Linked DNA regions of Rattus norvegicus: region 1 is linked to region 2. Evidence: chromatin contacts called from public Hi-C data. All regions are on one chromosome and are shown on one strand. The core of a region is the stretch at or near the end of the contact, and the rest is flanking DNA. Distances in the headings are between cores, read along the strand shown.

The links. A called contact is a pair of places that touch in the nucleus more often than the background predicts.
Region 1: a Hi-C map of frontal cortex shows a contact between it and region 2, with 2.0 times the contacts expected there. The contact joins the enhancer-like site here to the promoter of Mprip in region 2. A contact is called at or near these places in 3 of 12 Hi-C or Micro-C datasets (frontal cortex, hepatocytes and kidney).

The regions. Positions count from the first base shown.
Region 1 is chr10:45,002,093-45,006,089 of GRCr8, reverse strand. All of the region lies in intron 3 of Mprip (myosin phosphatase Rho interacting protein), which reads right to left. It overlaps LOC120095110 (a long non-coding RNA gene), which reads left to right. Exons shown (of 5, transcript XR_010055640.1): 5 at 1-3,997. Among named protein-coding and RNA genes, the nearest start is that of Mprip, 51 kb to the right of the region's middle. Within about 2 kb of position 1,764, at least 68 of the 93 cell types and tissues checked have an H3K27ac peak or open chromatin away from gene starts, as enhancers often do.
Region 2 is chr10:44,951,556-44,955,381 of GRCr8, reverse strand. Mprip (myosin phosphatase Rho interacting protein) reads right to left here and starts at 1,882. Exons shown (of 24, transcript NM_001414223.1): 1 at 1,446-1,882. The coding sequence starts at 1,568.

The sequences.
Region 1 (3,997 bases), core at 515-3,014, 51 kb before region 2:
TTTAAATAACATGAACAGTATTTTTAGTCGGACACAGCATTGATGAAATCTTAAACAACTTCCTCACCAGTGAGCGGGCATCACTGGATCCTAGGCAAGAGAACTACTTTGCAAGGAACAAAGCCTTTCCTTTAGTCTAATGGTCAAGCAAGCATAGAAAGCAGGACACCTTGTTGGTTTGGCATCCTTGTCTTCCCTTCATCTCTTCAGATGAATGTTCAGAGAGGACAGGAAACAGGATTCTGCTACATTGTAGCTTACTGTCTCCACTCTTAACTGGCCATCCTCAGTCTTCATGGTGCAAAGGGAAAAGGACAGGTTTACTGAGTCACAAAGGCACCTCAGGGTAAGCAAACAGAAAGCAGAATTGGAATTTAACCCTCACATATCAACTGAAGTATTTTCTGACAATTGCCTGAAGGCAAACTAACTCAACTGAAAAAGCCCAGCCTGGAATAAACTAGAAGACTGGTCTCTTCCCAGGCATCTTGTGGTCCCCAAGACCTCCACTTCTAGCCAAAATGGCTTGGGAGGTTGACGATGCCAGCAAGGCACTCTGAGCAACCTAGATCTCAAGTTAGAGTGCTTCTGGGACGGGGGACGCAGACTTCCAAGGTCGTCCATGCCTGTGTCTGCCTAGCCAGCCTTCTGCCCAGGACCCTTGAGTGATAGGGAAGAACTAACCTACAGCTACCAAGAACCACCCCAAGGAAGGTATATATTACCCTAAGGATAAGCGTCTACTCCGATCTCTACTAGTGTGACAGCTGTCAAAGGACAGAATGTGATGCCTAGAAGGACTTTTCTTTTGAGTTGACCTGAACAAGTGAACCAAACAACGGCAGACTTTCTGGAGAATTGATCTTATTTTTGTGTCTCAAAAAAATGTGTCCAATAAATACCTTGACTTTATAATTGAGCAAAATGACAAAAAAGTTTTTGTGCTTCTACCCTCCTACACACAACGGCTCCAAATCCAATATAGTTTGACTTTTATTTTCTTAAATGGCCTATATAGAGAGGTGGGTCTGCTTCACTCTGTACAAGTTAAGTAGGAATATTGAAAGTTTAAAAAAAAAAAAGGAAGAAGAAGCAAGACAACAGATGAGGAAAGGAAACTGATTTTTCTCTTTCCAAAGAGATACAGAAGAGAGAGAGAGAGAGAGAGAGAGAGAGAGAGAGAGAGAGAGAGAGGTGTCAGCTTGCTGAGTGCAGTTGTGTATGTTGACACTTCTCTTCACCCCAAGTCTCTGCTGGATCCTGAGGGCACAGGTCTGGCCTGCAAGGAAAAGGGAGAGGCAGCTAGTGGCTTTCAACCAACAGCTGAATGCAGCTCTTCTGAGTTCTGATGTGCAGAGCTCCCATATGAAGGGCTGTGACTTTGACAAGGCTATTTTTGGATTCCAAGTAGGATGAAAATAAGATGTGCAGTACGGCCAGACACCTTACTGGGAAGCTCCTCAGGGCTCCTCTTACTCTAGCTCCTCCCTGCATAGCTCCTCTGAGAAGGGAGCCGGCCCTTATATTTTCTTCCTCCCCTGGGCCCTTCTTCCCCTGTGCTTCGAGAATGTGTGGGCCTCACCCACTTGTCTGTCTCACAGAGCTGGGAAACATGGAGATAAATAAAGCCTCAATTAGGCAGGAGTCCAAAGCTAGGATTGGGGGTTGGGAAGAGTGCTGTCTGAGACTCTGTCCCAATCCAGAAATGCCTGAGAAAGCGCCCGGGGCCACAAGCAGCCTTGAGGTTGGACACTTCCCACAGCCCCCTTTGGCCTGTGCTGACCAGGCGTGGTCAAAGGCTGGGAGCCACGCCATTCCCACATGCAGCTCCTCTAGGCTGCCCAAGCCCTAGCTCCCTTTGCCATCCCACATATACAAGGAGGAAGGAGTCTGGGCTATTGGCCCTTCCATTCCTTTCCTTGTGAGAGAGAGGGACTACAGAGTGATGGCTTGTCCCCAGCAGGGATGGCTTCAGATGCTGTGGCGCCCCTCCAGGCCCGACAAAGGCAGTTTTCCCCCCTTTCAACTTTGGAAACTCAGTGTTCTTATTTATTCCTTTCTGAGCTTGGAAAGAACAATGAGAGGGAGATCTTGTTTCTTCCCCTAAGTCTTGGGTGGGGGGAGAGTAGCAGCATATGGGGGAGGAGACTGGGCCAGCAGAAGCTCACAGATATTTTTAGAGACATGGGAATTAAGTAAGCCTGAGACAGCTTTGTTTTCATCCAAAAGGCCAAGTGGGTGGGGTGGAGTCAGAGCTGAAGGCAGAGAACAGCAAAGATTCTGGAGACTGTGAGAGACGGAGCAGTCTCTCCTCCGTGCTGTGGTCTATTCCACTTTCCTTTACCAAGGGATAAGTAGCCTGTGTGCCTGCACCCAGACTCCCTTTTAGCTCAGGGGACAGCAAAGTGGCAAGGGGCAGCAAACTTTGATCCTGCTTCTGACGTGGGAGAAGCATAAAATCCAAAATGAGATTTCTGAGTTGTCTTTTGGCTTCTAATAACTGTTCTTGAAGATCAAAGCCATGGTACCAAACATCTTTTAGAGGCCTCACTCAAAAAGCCTGCCACTATAGTTTGGGATAGGATACAGAGAAATGAAAAAGGGAGAAGCTAGGGAGACCCAGCCAGTTAGCTGATATCATGCAATGCTACTGAAGAATTAACTACTGATAGGCTCAAAACTTACTCATTTCCACACCAGCAATCCTACTTCCAAGAATATTCTCTGAGGCTCTCATTTTTTTTTCTTTTTATTTATTCTTCTTTCATACAGTACATCCCAACTGCAGTTTCTCCCCGCCCCCTCCTTATTACCCAGACTCACCCCGGCTGGCTCCATCTCCCTTCAGCAAAGAGCAAGCCTTCAAGGGACATTAACCAAATATGGCATAACAAGCTACAGTAAGAAAGACCAGGCACATTATCAAGCTGGATAAGGCAACTCAGATGGAGAAAAAGGGTGCCAAAGGCAGGCAGCAGAACCAGAGACAGGCCCCACTCCCACTGTTAGGAATCCCACAAGAATATCTAGCTACACGACCATAGCAAATCTGCAGAGGACTTAGGTCAGACCCATATAGGATCCCTGATCTCTATGAGCCTACTTGAGTCCTAGTCAGTTGATTCTGTGGACCAAGTTCTTGTGGCGTCGTTGATCTCAGACGTACATTTAAACAAACAAACAAACAAACAAACAAAGAAACCAGCCTGGAAACAAGTTGAGAGAGAGTGTAAGAACCATGAGCAAACCTGATGGATGCAACGGTGAATGAAGATAATATATATAGGATAAAACAGGAAACTGCAGAATAGAACATTTTAAAAAGTTACAAGGTTAAATACTTAACGAATCTTACTTTTTGGCCTCAGGAATGTACACATCTGTGTGCCCGACAGTTCACAGACTCTGTACGAACTGTTATCCCCAAGTGGTAAGTCTTACCAAGCAACTTTGTTTTCAGCTTCCCCAACTTCCACCATGACCGATCTGACTTCTGTCACTAGGGGAAGCCCTGCTCTCTAGCCACTCTGGTCTGGGCAGTGCCATCTTTCATGAGACACTGGTCCTGCTGAGAAGTCTCCATCTTCACAGTCCAGATTATTCTTCACCTGCTCCTACCTGGGAAGCTATAGAGCTTACTGGCTGGCTGACTGGTTGGTTCCTGCTACAGGTAAACAGAGGGCAAGTGTGTCTTTCCTGTTCACCTCTTGCAGCTTACATACCTCAGGACAGCTGACTCTGTTTCTCTGGCTAGACTAAGAACCTGGAAAAGCAAGGACCCTATTTCATCTTTATTTTCCCAACTTTATGTTTCAAGGCACAGAGCAAAGCAGCACTGTATGTATGAAGGAACAAGGTCAATCTCTGACAGTTTCCCAAGGCTACATATAAGTAGAGCCCTCAGGAAAACAGGTGAGACAAAGAAAAAGATACCAGTGCTCTACGGCCCTGGAATGAGGACAGGCCTAAGCCCAGGTTTCTGCTGTTATTTCTCAGT
Region 2 (3,826 bases), core at 633-3,132:
AGGACTCACTCGTTCAAGGTCAAACCTCAGAAAGTCACAAGCAGTCACCTCAGATCCCATACACTCCTTCCCAGAACAGGGTCCAAATGAGAAGAGGAAATCACATTTCTCTCTCTTCAACAGTCCTACCCTTCCCAAACAGACAGGTCTCTAAGGCCCTTGGTGTTCTCACCAACCAATGACTGGGACTTGGAGAGTCTGGCTAAGCTTCCTGATTACTTCCTGGCTATTGGAAATCTGACCTCAGAGCAAGATGGCATAACCCCTGCCCTACTACTACACTCTGGTTTGCCCCATAAAAGAAGTCAAACCTTGCTTGCCCACTTGTTTGCCCATAAAGGCTTTAAAAAACATTCAAACCAGGGCACTTCAAAGCAATGTTTTCAGTCTAAACAGCTCTTTCCAAAAGGAGTGGCTACAACTAGGTGGCATTGGGCTGGAATGCTTGGGGAGCTCTACTGGCAGTCGGCAAGCAGGTGTTGAGAGGCAGCGGCAGAGGGCTAGGGAAAAAGGTAAGCAGGATGTACAGGGCTTTCCCAAAGTGCTGCAAACAAGGCCAGGAATCTTCAACACCAGAAAACTGAGAGCAACCAGTCAGTTCCCATGGGACAATAGCCTAAATTGGGAACCTTGTACCAATACAAACTCCCAGTCTCCTACACTGCTCCAGGGTTGGGGGTCTAGGCCTGTGTTTTCCATGACTGTGACTTGGAGGTCTAGGACAGTTCTTTCTATGACTGTGACTTTGACACGGGTTAGGAAGAGCTTCTAACCTGGTCCAAAATCCCGACTAACAGTTTAAGCACAGAAAGAGGGGAGAACCAACTTTACCCAGAATGCAGAGGTCTTCTTGAACTCCTGGGCCAGAGAGCAAAACAAGAAGGGAAGCCCCTTAACCTCTCAACGAAAGCTATTCCTACCTTCAGTTCAAGAGCAAGACCCACCCATCCCCAATTGGAGACACCTCATCGCTCTTCAGACCCTGACGGTGACAGTGACTTAGGAGGGCAGGCTCTATTCCACAAGATGGAAACTGGTGACCCACGCAAACAAGCCAATTCCTGGGACAGTCTGGTGGTCAAGTCTGAGTCCAGCCCCAAGACAAGTCGCAGGGGGTTGGGGGGGGGGGATCCTGACAAGCGGCAAGCAAGCCCCACTTTGTTCCTATCCAGGGAAACCAGACATTTTTGAGTCACCCAACAAGCATGAATCACACGGCAGAGCTATGGGAACGGGAAAGGATGTTATTTTTCGGCATTCTTGAGGATTTTCCCTTTGTCCCGGCTCTATCGATACTCTTCCCGCCCCCATTCCAACCCCATCCCCCAACTCTCACGCATCTCTTTTTCCTGCTCCATTTTATTTTTTCTTGGCCTTCGCAGGCTCCGCGCTCCCCGACACGACTCGCAGGCAGGACTCCCAGCTCCGCACCCGCGGCAGCTCACCTGCGTCAGGTCCTCGTCGTTGAGCAGATGCGACTCGCGGGGCTTGAAGCAGTTCTGACACTTGCTCTTGTTGAAGATGTTGGCCTGAAATTTTCTGCACGGGTTCTCCTTGGCCGCCGACATGTCGGCTAGGGGGCCGCGGAGCGGGCCGCCACGGCCCAGCGCGCTCCCGGAGGTCGGGGACTCAGCGCGGCCGCCGCCGCATTTTGCGCTGGCCGCCGCAGGCCCGGAAAGGCCTCCCCTCTCGTGCCGCGCCCCGCCTGCTCACCGCGGCCTCAGAGCGCGCGCGCCGCCTCGCGCCCCGCCCCGCCGCCCGGCCGCTGTGGGCCCATGGACGGACGCGGCCTCTGGCCGCTGGCTCCACCGCGGCCGCCCCCAAGGCGCCGGCCGGCAAGTCCAGCCGTCGCGCTCACCGGGCGCCCGCCGCCACCGCGAACGAACCGAGCTGGGCGCCGCGCGCACTCGGGGCGGGGCGGGGCGGGGCGGGGCGGGGCGGGGCGCCGCAACCGGCAGCCCCGCGAACCAATGGCACCTGCACGCTCCTGCTAACAAAGAAACCCGTTGACCAATGGATGGTGGGGGCGGGACCAGGAGCAGCGGGCGCAAGGTAACTTGTCCAGGCTGGGAAGGTGGAGGCGCTGGGATGGAACTTTCAGGTTTGGTGGACTGGCGCTGCCGCCCGCGGCCTGACAGCTGCGGCGCTGGGCTGGTCTGCTCCCGGAAGGACGCGGTAGATCTCCGCGGTCTCCCTGCGGGCCCTTGTCTCTCTCGTAGCCTCTTCGTTGCGGCCTTCTGCCTCGTCGACCCGGCGCCCCTACTGTGTGCTAAGTCTATGGTCGACCCAGGTCGCACCAAAAGGGCTAGGAATTGTTTCAAGAGCTCCCTGTGGTTTAGATCATTAAAGTTCCACAACCTTTCCATGACCATTCCGGTTTTACGTAAGGAAACTGAGGCGCGCGGAACAGTTAAGTAATAAGGCATAGTGTTTCCGAGGTGACTAGAAGATGTCAGCAGCCCCGTGAGGAGTTGTCAATTCTACTATGGGAGCCCAATTCTGCTAGAGTTAAGCAGTCTTACCTTCGTTTTGTGCTTAAGGAAACAAAGGCTCAGACACTGCCAATAGCTTGTGCAAGGTCACTCTGCAGGAAAGGGCCCGAACTGTATACTCCAGACCACTCTTGCCCAGACTCCCAGGCAAAAGGCCACTTGGAAAGGAAAGGACAGAGGAGTCTAGAGCGGAGGGGAGGGGGATGGAGAGGGACAACCCCTGCTCCTTAGGAGACAGACTGCTTCCTACAGCCTTGAGCTGGTTCTAAGCAGAGCCTGCAGAAATGTTCCCAAGGTATGCAGGTGGAAGTGGAGAGGAGGAACAAGAAAGGAGTGTGTGGTCCCATGACTCTGGAGGCAGATCTAGGAGGATGGAGAGTTTAAGGCCAAGTCTGGACCATAGTGAGCCATTTCTAAGGAGGAGAGGGGAGGGAGGCAAGAAGTAAGGGAGGAATCACTTTGACCTGAGATTCCAGGCTCAGCTGGCTGGCAGTTCCAGGAGTCAGCCTGCGGGTTTTTTGTTTTTGTTTTTTTGTTGTTGTTGTTGTTGTTTGTTTTGGTTTTTTTTTTTTTTTTTTTTTTTTTTTTTTTTTTTGGTTCTTTTTTTCGGAGCTGGGGACCGAACCCAGGGCCTTGCGCTTCCTAGGTAAGCGCTCTACCATTGAGCTAAATCCCCAGCCCCTGTTTTTTTTTTTTTTTTTTTTTTTAAACAGAGGCTGAGCTAACTCATTCTTCACGGTGGAGGTGATATTGGAGCAGGTGGTGGCATTGAGAGCAGCTGAGCTCAGGTCACAAGGAGGCTTTAGGAGAGAAATGCCTTCAGAGCTGTGTACTTTTCCTGGTGACTACCCCAGGGAGGTGTATTTCCATTTTGAGAAGGAAATGCTTTCCTGCACAAGCATCAGGGATGAAGGAACCCGGATCAAAGTCTTCCTGCAGCCTGAGGGGAGAGCCCAGCTCTGATCTGGCTGTGGGCAAGTTCTTTGCCTTCACTGGCACCTCAGTGACCACATGTACAAAACTGACATGAATGTAAGGTGTTGCAAGCTCTAGTTGATAATAATCCCTGCAAAATACTCCACAAAATATGGCCAGTCCTCAATTGGTGAATATTGGGGAAGGGTGTTTACTGTACTATTCTTGCAACCTTCTTGTTATTTAAATTTTTCCAAAATAAAGGAGGGGGAGGAGTAAAGGGAGACTGACAGTTCTTGTTTGCACTGAATACTCAGAAAGTGATACCAATGGTGGCCTCTGGGGAGAAGAACTGGGTTATTGGGAGGTGACCTACTTTTAATTTTCATTATAAGACCTTTTTGTCCTTTTGGGTTTTG